Linked DNA regions of Mus musculus: region 1 is linked to region 2. The links are chromatin contacts, called in public HiChIP or PLAC-seq maps. All regions are on one chromosome and are shown on one strand. The core of a region is the stretch at or near the end of the contact, and the rest is flanking DNA. Distances in the headings are between cores, read along the strand shown. Region 1 overlaps Mtcl1 (microtubule crosslinking factor 1). Region 2 has its middle 78 kb from the start of Gm20742.

Region 1 (6,442 bases), core at 3,533-6,032, 140 kb before region 2:
GGTTTTTTTTGGACCTACACAATTATTAACACACTTTTAATGCACTGCATCGATCCGCCTGACTTCAGAGGGTTTGGCCTAGAGCACTTCATCTCTGTGACAGTGAAGAGGCTTGCAGATAAAACAAGTTCCCTCTGGGAGTCACCAGAGATGCCCGCCAGCCCGCCAGCCCGCCGGCTTTACTGGACCAAGGCCTTCGGAGCTCCTCTCTGTTTATGTGTTGATGAAGTTTTGAGTGAGCAGTGTTAGCACTGTGAGGGGGCTGCAGGGTGCCCCGAGGCCAGGTCACTGGGCCAGGTCTCCCCTGTCCTCATGTGTCCCAAAGATGAAGGAGAGTAGTCAATAGATACACTGGGCACTGGGCAGAGGCATGTGACCCCAGCTGTCCATCATCCTGTGACTGTCTCTCTATCAGTACTGGCTCTGTGTCTGTCTGAATTTTGTGGAGAATAAAGTTTATGTAGAAATAAAGGTTTAGACTGCTGCCGGCTATGCTCTGCCTTAAATGTTTAAATAAATGTTTGACGTGTTTGGACATAGCTCGTGTGGGTTCTGTCATAAAAGGCCCCAGAAGGGAACTGTGCCAAGTTTGGGTTCTATCTTTCAAATTTTATAGGCATATATATTAAACGTGCCTCTTCCAGCGACCACCCAGGAGCATAACATGATGTTTTATCCATGTGTCTAAGGATGTAACTAACGTTACTACTGTTATGGGGCCGTGCTCAAGAGTGGCTATATAATTTTTTCTCGAATAGAATCCTGGATGCTCTCCTACAGTTGTTGTTGTTGTTTTTTTTTTTTTTTTTCCTATTGGGATGCTGTGTTCATATCCTATATGCCAGTGCTCTGAAAATAATTGCTGTATTCTTGGCCTCTAGCCTTATGTAGCCTTTCTAGCATGGAGGAAGCCTGAAGTGAATTCTGACGAAGTTAGAATCTCAATGACCCAGTGCACAACTAGGTTCATGGGCAGATTGCGTGATGTGGCTGAACTAAGATTGGCACTGTGCACAGTGCCGTGGGCTTAAGTGTGCTTGCGGTAGAAGTTACCTGTCACTCGTCATGAAAGACCAGGTTAAAGTAGAAATACCAACAGCTGGACAGACAGAGCCCACGTAGCTCCCTTTTGAATGTATCTCACTTTCTTGGGCATCGTGTTTAAGATCCACTTAAATCAGGAACTGGAGGCAAAACCAGCCTGGTGGCGCTTTGATTGGGCTGTTGATGTGTGTGTGAGCTGATGGGCAGAGGAGTGAGTGGGTGGTAGAGCAGACCTGCTGCTCTGTGGCATCCTGAGGGCATCCATCTGGGGAGAAGAGATCTGGGGCAGGTGCCATACTGAATATGAGGCTAGATTAAATGTCGTCACATGTGTTAAAGGAGAGCCTTAAACAGTTAATGTGTACGTTAAACAGTAAACATCATGACTATTCATAAATAAAAATCCCTTGTATATTAGAGCAGTAATTTTGAAAAGTCTTGTGCATTTGTACTGACTGATTTTTGTGTGTCAACTTGACACAAGCTGGAGTAGACACTCGGAGTGCTTCCAAGGTTCCTGTGGTGACCATTCAACAAAGTTTCCTCACTAACAACTCAAGTTATCCATCCCAGCAGAATGATACTGAGAACATGGTCAGAGATGAGAACGGGAAGTTGTTGAATGAGATCCACCACCAGTGGATATTGGCACCCTCCACTGGGTATGTAGCCTGCTCTGCAAACATGGTGAGGCTCCGAGGCCTGTGTAGTCACCATGACTGTAGGGAGGCATAAGTGCAGTGCCAGGAGGAACAGCAAGGTGGGCACTCAGCGTGTCAGCATTTCTAACGTGGCTCTTTGGATCTTCTGGAAAGAGAGAGTAGCATGCGGGGGATGGGTTTCATTCCCAAGCCCAGCCTTTACTGCTGACGTCAGCAGAAGACCAGGAACCCTTGAGAGCGAGTGTATGAGAGAGGAATGAACTGGCTGGATTTCTAGGCAGTCATCAGTCAGTGGGGTTTCCTGGCTGAGTCTGCCCATGTTTTAGACAGAAGTCGTCATGCGCACGTGTAACTGGGTTTTGAGGGGATGACATGGAAAAGACTGTCTTCATAAAATGACAATCGTCTTTTTAAAATGTCATGTGCTAGATAAATCCCATTTAAGAGCGTGTGGATTTTTGTCTTTTGTTTGTTTGTTTGTTTGTTTTCTCTTCTGTCCTTTTCTATCCCTGTTATTTTTCTTTGGTTCAATTGTAAATTCTGAACCAAATTTGTAAAATTTTTCAGAGATTTATTTTCGTTGTTTTCATTTAGATATATGTCATTTACATATATACGTCTGTGTGTGTCTGTGTGTGTTATGTATGTATGTATAGCTGTATGCCACAATTGTACATGCCTGTGGAAGCTAGACAGTGTGAGATCCCCTGAAGCTGGAGTTACAAGCGCTTGTGAGCCACTTACTGTGAGAGCCGGGAATGGAGCCCGTCCTCTGGAAGAGCATGCTTAACTGCTGAGCCATCTCTTGAGCCCCTAAAGCCATGTTTTTAAAATTGGAATAAATCATTATTTAAAATAAAGCAGTTGGCATTTGGAGCTAGATCTTAGCCTACTTGTAGCCTTAAAAGTGAGCTTGCTGCTTCTCGCTGCATACAGAAGAAGAACTGAGACTTCTGGGCTTAGACAAGGATTTTATCCCTCAGCACACGGGGCAGTCCTCTCTCCCCCACCCCCATAGTTCCCATCCAGGAAGTGTGACCTAGTGAGGCCAGGATGCTGTGTCTGTAGTGGGTTGGTGTCTCGGTTGAAGGAAACCGAGCATGGGGATTCACCATCTTCTCTCCGTCATTTGTATGCAGCCTGTTCTGTGCCATAAAGGGGTGATACATAGCCTCATCCCTCGAGAGCTCCTCTAAACATTCCTGAGAAGCAGTCCAAGTGAAGCCTGGTCATGGTCTCCAGTTCATGGCTTACACACACAGCAGAGTAGTGTGAGCCCCACAGAGACAGTGCTACACAGAACCAGGACATCTGGGCGTGTGTTGTGAATTGTGACTAACACAAAGCCATCCTTCATCCTATTATCTGGCTATAGTTTTTAAATCTCTAAAGTTTGTTAATTTTTATTTCAAACCATTACCATTCCCGATGCTTCTTTGTAGACTTAGATGATAGGTACCCCACTTCCAAGTATTGCTCCCCCACTTCCTTCACCTCTCCCTTAATCAGACATCTTTAGAAAGCAATAGTTATATGAACATTCATTGCTGTTATGAATATGGAAGACATAAATGATTCAACCCTTATTTTTTTTTCTTGATTTTTTTTTTGATATTTTCTTTATTTACATTTCAAATGTTATCCCCTTTCCTGGCTCCCCTGAAGTCCCCTATCCCATTCCCCTTCCTCCTCCCCCTGCTTCTATGAGGGTGTTCCCCCACCTGCCCATCCACTCCCACCTCCCGCCCTGGCATTCCCCTACACTGGGGCATCAAGCCTTCACAGGACCAAGGGCTTCCCTTCCCATTGATGTCCGACTAGACCATCCTCTGCTGCACATGCAACTGGAGCCATGAGTCCCTCCATATGTACTCTTTGGTTGGTGATTTAGTCCCTGGGAACACTGGGGGTTCTTGTTGGTTGATATTGTTGCTCTTCCTATGGGGTTGCAACCCCCTTCAGCTCCTTCAGTCCTTTCTCTAACTCCTCCATTGGGGGCCTTGTGCAGCCAATGGTTGGCTGCAAGCATCCACCTCTGTATTTGTCAGGCTTTGGCAGAGCCTCTCAGGAGACAGCCATATCAGGCTCCTGTCAGCAAGCACTTGTTGGCATCCACAATAGTGTCTGGGTTTGGTGACAGTATATGGGATGGATCCCCAGGTGGGGCAGTCTCTAGATGGCCTTTTCTTCAGTCTCTGCTCCGAACTTTGTCTCTGTTTCCTCCATCCTTCTTAGAAAGGGGAACAAAATAGTCACGGGAGGAAATACAGAGATTCAGTCCTTAGGATCCAGCCTATGTGAAACAACCCACTGCTTCATAATGAAACACCAAGTAAGATCCGGGAGAAAGCGGAACCGGGTCATCTAGTAAGATTTACATGGAGAATGCTTGTACTCCCGTTCTTTTCCTGTATTTCTTTAGCCACATCTTGGCTTCCCAGGAGCCAAAGTATGTCTGATGCTACCTTCCTGCACTTCCCGCTTTTGTACTCTCTCCTCTTCCTCTCTTCCTCTTCACCTCTGTCTCTCTGAGGTGTGAAGCACAGGGGTATTTGTGGGAGGAGAACTATTCCGGTTTAGCGGTGGGAAGGAAATCACTTACCAGTGGAGGATATCTGAAAGTCTCTAAATGCCCTCACTCTTTGATGCAGTCTGCTTTGCAGCATCAAAGAGGCCCCTGGTGGGAGCAGCCAAGCCCTTCTCCAGCTGCTGGGGGTGGGGCAGTTAGTCACTGCAGACATTCCTTTGGTGTCCCTGAGAAACTTATCCATGAGGACGGTAGCGTGGCTTGGAGCCAAAGGCTGCCAGGCTGCCGTGGTATGTTTGCTCCTCAGCTGCACTCCGGAGCTAGGTGGCAGCTACTCCACAAATCCCCTCATTTCACCAAAAGACTTGTTTGAAGTTACAAATGTAGCAGACAGGGAGCCTCTAGAACCCAGGCCCCCGATGCCAAGCTCGCAGATGCTCTTTTGAGTTTGTTTGCTGTTGTTACATTTCTGTTCTCCCTCCTCTGTAAGTGAGGAGGGACTGGGAGGCGGCTTTCCAGCCTTGCAACACTGACGGCTGCTACTCTTTTTGAAACACTTAGAGTTGGGGCAGCTGTCCCTTCTGCCAAGAACACTTCAAGGACAAGCGCATGCCCTCCTCCACTCCCTTTCCCTGGAACCGACCTTGTCCCAGAAAACCATCCTGAGCCAGTGTAATCCTGATCCTTCAGGACATCTCTCAGGGGTCCAGGTTAACCTGACCCATTTGTGACAGATTACAACTATTTTTAATGTCTAAACCACCTTTTAGAGACCAACCCTTGTCCTCCTTGGGAGAGCATAGACCAGCCCAGCCTAGGACATGCTTCTGAAGGCTCCGTAGCGAGTTATGATGCGCAGTCGGACACAACTATCTTCAGTTAGGTTAGCATGAAGACAGAGAATTACTATGCACATAGTGGGACAGCAGCTCTTTGCTGCACAGTAGGTGCCTGTGCTTTGGCACAGATTGCTGGGGTTCCCTGTGGGGCTTTTGACTTTCCTGGAGGTTGTAGTGGCGTGTAACCCTCACTATGTTTCCACTGCGGAATAGTCTTAGCTAGGTACGAACGAAGACTGTTATCTGTCAAAGACAATGGGTTAAAATTTGTATGCAGGTGGATTTTCGGCAATATTGAAGTATAGAAGCACATTTTTTTGAGAGGAAGGAAACATTTAGAGCCTTGGCAAGGGAGGAAGAGAAGCAAAATTGAGTGTTTTTGTCGTGTTAGATGGTGGTATTCTGCTTGCTCCAGTATCCAGGTGTTGTCAGCTTTTAGCATGTGTGGTGTGGTTCGAAAGTCTTGAGTAGTTTTTCTTTAAAGTTTCTAATTCTGAGGAATCATTTATAATAAGCCCTAAATATTAAGTGGAATATATTTATACCTCAGAGACGTTTTCTATACATGAAGGCTTTCACCCATTTCTAATGGCTGTGGTCGTTCAGTGTCCTGTCCTCAAATGATTTGACATTAACAGGGCATGACGGCAATACTGATGAGGCAATACTGATGACTCCCCAATTATGACTGAGGGGAACAGTTAGCAACATGGAATAGTCAATCATAGAACCCTACAGTAGAGTCCCTAGAGACAGCTCTTGGGAGCTTCAGATGCAAGGAGAACGTTACCGTATATTCTACAATTCCACTAAAAACAGGGGGAAAGAGAGAAAGAAAACAAAACCAAGCCCAGTGGGAGTTAGAAGTAGAGATTGAGCATTCCGAATCCAAATGCAAAAAGGGATCTATAGTTTAAAACATTTTGAGAACTTACATGATATCACAAATGGAAAATTCCATACTCAAAACTATTCTGTGTTCAAAATTATTTTAAAATACTGTGTACATTTACCTTCATCCTGTATGTGTAATGGATACATGAATTTTGTATTTAGAGTTTGGTCTTTCAAGCATTTCATTTTATAGGTGCTAATACCCTAATATCTCAGAGATGGGGGACAACCCTGAGATATGAATACTTCTGATCCCACACATTTTGGAAAATGTGCCATGGGGTATCATGGACCAGCCCAGCTTACTTCCTATCCTTTAACCACAGATGTCCAGGAGTCTAGAATGCCACAGACTTCCATAGCGGTCGACTTTATTTTCTATTGTTTTGCACTTTAGCTTTTGCTAAGGAGAGTTTAGTATGTCACCCTTGGCGGCGCTGGGTTGGTGAACTATCCCTGTAGTAACAACTAACACT
Region 2 (6,228 bases), core at 2,081-4,580:
ACTGTCATCTGAGAACCATCGCTAGTCAAAACTAGAGGTTGTCTTCTAACTGCTACAGGTATGCACTTATCCATACATACACACTCACACCCACACAGTTATATACACCACACACACACAATTCTCCCTCCCCCCAATACACACACAACTATTCAAAATATTTTTCTTCTAATTGAAATGTGTATTTCCATGCTCAGAATCAACGAAGAGTGTGCAATCATTTAGAAATGTGGCTGGGAGGCTGTGGTTGGAGACTGTGCAGCAGTTATGAGCACAGGCTGCTCTTGCAGAGGACCCAGGTTCAATTCCTAGCACCCACATAACAGCTCACAACTGTCTGGAACTCCAGTTCCAGAGGATCTGACACCCTCACACAGATGTACATGCAGACAAAACACCAATCAACATGATCTAAATAAGTAAATCTTTTAAAAGAAAGAAGAAAAGGAAGGAAGGAAGAAAAGAAAAAAAAGAAAAGAAAGTTGGTTGGACTAAAATGGGCTTTGATCTAGTAGGAATAAAAGCAAGATCTTATTGTTTACAATTGTTCTTAGCTTCTTGGACCTTCGTTTACTTCAGTCTAATACAGGACAGAGAACTTGCTACATGCAGCCTTAATAGCCTCTTTCAGGAAAGAGACTTGAGACTTTCTATTGCCTGCATTGACACAGAACAGTGGGGGGGGGGGGTCAGAGGATGTTTTCTGAAGAGGGTGTTAGATCCTCGGGAACCAGAGTTGAAGATAACTGTGAGTCTCCACGTGGGTGCTGTGGATAGAACCCAGGGCCTCTGGAATAGTAGCCAGTGCTAACTAAGCCATCTCTCCAGCCCCCTAAATTCACTGTTGAATTTAGGCCTACACCCTCCCCCAACCAACCTGAGAGGAGGGACCGAAACAGACACTTGCACATCAGTGTTCATTGCAGTATTTTGCAAAACACAGCCTACCCCACCATCAGCAACGCCAGGTATATAACATATACATAAAATGGATAGAAGTGGGAACTCGGTTTTCAAATCGTCAAAATTTGAAAAGGTGAAATCTATTTTTAAAGGCACAGCACAAGGTCTTGACTCTATGGCGATGCCCTATAAATGTCTCATGAATATACACATGCCTCTGCCCAGGACGCTGAGCCCTGTTCAAATGTCACCTCCCCTGAGACATTGTCCTCTCTCAGACTGCCTCTTTGTGCTCTGTCGTGTGGTTGCGTTGGTCTGTGCAGACTGTGCACTGTGAGAACAGCATGCTCACTGTATGCCCTGTGCATGGGGTAGATTCCTGCCCTTGCTCTGCCATAAGCTATGTGCCCTTGGACAAGCTACAGAGTCTTCTGAGCACCCTCATGTGGAAAGCAGAACAATCAGGAGCTGTGTTCAAGGAACACAGAAACACCGTGGTGCGGTTATCCCGGTTGTGACATCCTGAGCCGCGTGCAGTGAGCACCGAGCCTCAGTAGATGTTCTTACGATGTCTATAGCAATCATGAGCTGTGTCCAGTGAGCACTGGACCTCTATAGATGCTGTTACAATGGCTGTGACAACCTTGTCTCCTTCCCACTAGTGAGTCCCCTAGAGAAGGAATTACAGCATCCTTTTCTTCACCCAGAACAGCCAGCTCCTGGTGCATGGCAGAGGGCCAGTGAATGAATGAATGAATGAATGAATGAATGAATGAAAATGAGTGGATGAATAAAATTATTGCCCAGAGGGTCCTCCTATAAGGGACACTACACCTAGGGCACATTACCCATGGTGCCAAACATGGGTGCTCCAAGCAAACACCACCTCTTTTTTTTACACCAATGTCTTCCCAGTCAGACCTTATCACCTCAAGGCACTGAAACTCCAAAGCTGCCTGTAAGCCACAGACCACCTGCCAGAAGGACATCTCTTGGCTTCTATTTTTTCTTTTTAAGATTTATTTATTTGTTAGATGTAAGTACACCGTAGCTGTTTTCAGACACCCCAGAAGAGGGCGTCAGATCTCATTATGGATGGTTGTGAGCCACCATGTGGTTGCTGGGATTTGAACTCAGAACCTTTGGAAGAGCAGTCAGTGCTCTTAACCGCTGAGCCATCTCTCCAGCCCCTGGCTTCTATCTTTTAATTCAGTGATGTTCATTCCTTCTTGAAGCACTCATGCCTTTCAGAACATCTGAAATGTGGTCTTCCCAGCCGGTTCGCTCATCCCCTCTGCTTTGGGAAAAATAACAAAACAACACATTATTCATACTGTAAACGCAAAATCAACCAATCTGATGATGGTAAGACATGGATTCTCAAATAAACAATGGGTGGGCGATTTTGCCCCACATGGGCAATTATTAGCAACATCTGAAGACAGTTTTGGCTCTCCCGTCTTAAGCATGGCAGGTGAGCCATTGTAGTACTTTGAGTATGGAGTGGAGAAGGTCAGAGAGGCTCCAAAGCCCCTGCAGTGCCCAGCATGAACTCACAGAGCAAAGAATTCTCTAAGAATGCATGAGTGTGGAGGCAGGAGTAGAAGCTTGAGGCTATCCTGAGCTACGTAGGGAGCCAAGGCAAGCAAGCAAGCAAGCAAGCAAGCTAGACTGTCACTAAAACAAGTCTTGCTTTCAGTCCCACTGTCAGGAACATAGCCTCACCTGGGTGTTTAGGTCAGACTAAGCTGCTGTGTGCACATAGACACAGACATGATAGCCAGGGCTATACCGAGAAACCCTGTCTCGGGGGGTGGGGGCCGGGAGGGGGAAAGTCAAGGTTAGCTTGTTGATATGTGGAGTCAGGCTACAGCTCACCCCTGACGAAGAAGCCTTTAGGATGAGAGTAAAGAGGCAGGCAGCTTTAGGGTAACCCTTGCTCGGTTTAGCAGTCCCTGCACCATCAGGCTGGGAATAGATACTACTGTAATGCCATTGGGTGCAGATTCATCCGGTTATAGATCCCTTAGGAAAACAGCGGAACTGTAAGTACTATAAGGCATGAAAAAAAGAAAACGAGTCAACACAGGGCAACTTTTTCCAAATGAGTTAAAGCAAAAGGAATTTACTAATGACACTAACTAGGGCAGACTGAAGATTCCTGTCTTCAGGGGGGAAATATAGGTCTGTTTGGCGACCTGTATGCTTCCTTGTGTATCAGTTGGATCGAGTGGCTTTCAGCACGATTGACTCCCCTTTGGTATGTTCTGGTTTTCTGGGTCGAAGTGCAAGGGCTCAGTCTTAGAACACTGGCCTCACATACGTTCTGTTTAATATCTGGCTGCTGCATCCTGCAGCCATCACTGTGAGCCTAGGGGACGGTGAGAATCTCTCAGAGGAGTGAGTGGGTAACATTTTCCATCCAGCCCAGCAGAGTTGCTATCGGAAGCTGCACTCTGGACAGGCATACACGCTAGAGAATCCGAGCCCCCGTAGTGAGCGTTATTTTGGAGGAGCAAGGAGCAATCTTTGTTTCCTTTACACGTTTTTTGGTTCATTTCTAAGAAATGCAATTTTATTACTTTCGAGCACAAGCAGCAACATTGAGCCCAGCTCAACAATAGCATGGCTTGCTGCCTAGAGGGAGTCTCTCTTTTAGGTTACCATTGAGCTGAAAATGATTATAGTTAGCACAATTAGTCATGGGTAAAAAAACAGTTCTGTGGGGCATGAAAATAACTTCCTATCTAATAGAGACATCTCATCCCACAGTCATTCCTGCACACACTCACCCCACACACCCTTAAAGTAAACTTCCCCTCACTGCTTTGAGATCAGAACCTACATCAGATTAATGAAATACAAGGTGATGTATTTTATCACGTTGCTAGAGACATTTAATTGACAAGAGAGACCAGTGTAAGGGGCAAAGAGAATTTTCCTTTTACCCCCCCCCGAAAATTCTGTACTTTGAATCTGACAGCGGGCAAATTAACAGGAGAATCTCATATAACTTCATGACGTTCATACACACTGGGGCACTCACAAAAACAGGAGATTTGAAGACAAGCCAGATGGTTGAGATTTATCTAACATATGCAGAGGCTGGGGGAGTTTCTGGGTGAGAGGTGGAAACAGGTTAAGCAAGAATGAAGAGAGGAGGCCAGGGTAGACAGAGGCTGTCTTGTTGTCCAAATAGTCTCTCACAAAGCAGTCCTAAAGGATTAGTTAAAAGCTGTACTTGTTGGACCTGGAGAGATACCTCAGTGGTGACGCACGCTTGCAGCTCTTCCGGACAACCTGAGCTCAGGTCCCAGCTCCTCTGCTGGGCAGTTTACCGTCTCCTGTAACCCCAGCTACAGGGCATCTGAAGATCCCCCGGGCTTCCGCAGGCACACACACATAGAGATACACAGAAATACAAATTAAATCTTTTCCTTTTTTAAGGTTTTTCCCTCTTAATGGTCCACCATTGAAGCAAACTCCTAAGATAAGGCATAAAGACAATAGATGTCCTGGTTCTCAGCCTCAGAGGCTCCTGCTCGCCATCAGCAGCTCTTCCCAGGGCAGAGACTCCCAGGAACCATCAGCTACTCCTACCAGGAGAGCACATAATGGTGGGAACACTTGGCAGGCAGGACTCCTTCTGACCTCCCCTTAAAGGGTCCCACCAGCTCCCAGGAGCTCCACCCTGGAACACAAGCCTTGGACACATAGGCCTTCAGCTAAAGATTGAGATCTAAACCACAGTTCTGTGCAAACGTCAAGAAAAGGCAGACACTGACGCTTCTCTGCTCTTTGGTTAGGAGCGGATCTTGAGAAGGGGTTCCTGACATGGGCATTCCACAGCAGGCACTGCCCGCCCAAGCTTCCAACTTTCCGATGCCATGCTCTGAGCCCCAACACCAGCTGTTTCCAGCCTGAATATCCCAAGAGAAACATGGATAAACATACTAGTATTTTTCCACAGAGTCAGAACATATTGAATAGCGGTAAGTTCACAAAGCACACTGGTTTCATCGGCACAGCCAGCCAGGCACTTGTGCTTTCCTTGATAGCCCGGCTGTGGCAAACACAAGTCTGTCTGCTTGCTTTATTTTTATAATAAATGACCAACACTAACGTTCAGATACTACATTATATCTTCATGGATGCAATATGTGTAGGCCACCAGGTGTCTCTAAAGGGTCAAATGGGCTGCAGCAGAACTCAATGTGTTTCAAGGAGACCAGAAAGACTGAGAATCTCCTCAGGAGTAAGATGCAGAAGCCAGGCTGCAGGGTCAGACGGAGCTGCAGAAGGGAATTGTGACGGAGTGAGGGGAGCTGTGGGGAGAAAGGCAAGACCAGGTCCAGGTAAACACATGAGTAGACAGATCCCAGACAAATGGATGGATGGTCAGCGTTTCTTCCAGGCTCCGCCCAACAGTTACCTAGCAACAGCCAGGTAGGAGCCTGGCTGCTATAAAAAGACTGTTTGCACCTGCCTCCCTCCCTGCCTCCCTCCCTCCGTCCCTCTGTCTCTCTCTTCTCTCTTCTCTCTCCCTCCTTCTCTGTCCCCCTTCTCTCACCGCATGTTCCCAGCTGGTCTCTTCCCTTCTTTCTCTCTCTCCTCTCTCTCTGTCTCTCTCTGTCCCTTCTCTTTCTCTGCCTCTACTCCCTTCTCAACTCCCCCTTCTCATGCCCCAAAATAAACTTCGTTTTATACTAGACCCATTATGTGGCTGGTACCTAAGGGAGGGGAGGGCCTCATCATGTGCCCACTAAGGCACCCTCTCCTGCCACATCATACTACTGCATTACAAAACATTATCAGTCAGCAATTTGACTAGGCCATACAAACAATGAGGACCAAGCCAAGTTGGAGCCTCTGCGACAGCCATGAGTTTTCTGTCTGTCAGTCCCTTGATGCACATACTGGCTGATCAGATGGCAGGTTGATGCATCCATCACTGACAGTGTTGGACTCTTCCTTTTTATAGGGTCTGGGGGTGGGGGTGGAGTTTGCACCATTCCCTCAGTCTGGCATGGTCACCAAGTTCTCAAGCCTGATTTTCGTGGTGATATGATTTTGGTCCCAGTTTACTCTGATAAATTTAGAGGGTGGCATCATTTCTACTTTCAGGAATATCTTATTTATCAGTTTATGTCTTGTGGGTGATTCTGGGAAGATGGCGTTGCTGACACATCTATCAAGGTACACAGGCGCTCTCCATCTTCACAATGTAGTCAAATATTGCTTGCCAAATGGATTCTTTAAGGAAACATTGGGGCTGGGGGAACCACTATTTTTATACAGTGCAGAGAGACTTTGGGCAGGGCACAG

What was found. HiChIP or PLAC-seq counts read pairs in DNA pulled down with a chosen protein or histone mark.
Region 1: a FOXA1 HiChIP or PLAC-seq map of pancreatic cancer cells shows a contact between it and region 2. The contact joins two enhancer-like sites. A contact is called at or near these places in 2 of 484 Hi-C or Micro-C datasets (liver and uterus) and 4 of 115 datasets of contacts at active chromatin or transcription factors (embryonic basal ganglia, embryonic stem cells, extraembryonic endoderm stem cells and 1 more).

What each region holds. Positions count from the first base shown.
Region 1 is chr17:66,403,436-66,409,877 of GRCm38.p6, reverse strand. All of the region lies in intron 3 of Mtcl1 (microtubule crosslinking factor 1), which reads left to right. Among named protein-coding and RNA genes, the nearest start is that of Mtcl1, 43 kb to the left of the region's middle. Within about 2 kb of position 4,782, at least 67 of the 459 cell types and tissues checked have an H3K27ac peak or open chromatin away from gene starts, as enhancers often do. A contact at or near this core is called in pancreatic cancer cells, where this site is marked.
Region 2 is chr17:66,267,088-66,273,315 of GRCm38.p6, reverse strand. No RefSeq gene overlaps it. Among named protein-coding and RNA genes, the nearest start is that of Gm20742, 78 kb to the right of the region's middle. Within about 2 kb of position 3,330, at least 30 of the 459 cell types and tissues checked have an H3K27ac peak or open chromatin away from gene starts, as enhancers often do. A contact at or near this core is called in pancreatic cancer cells, where this site is marked.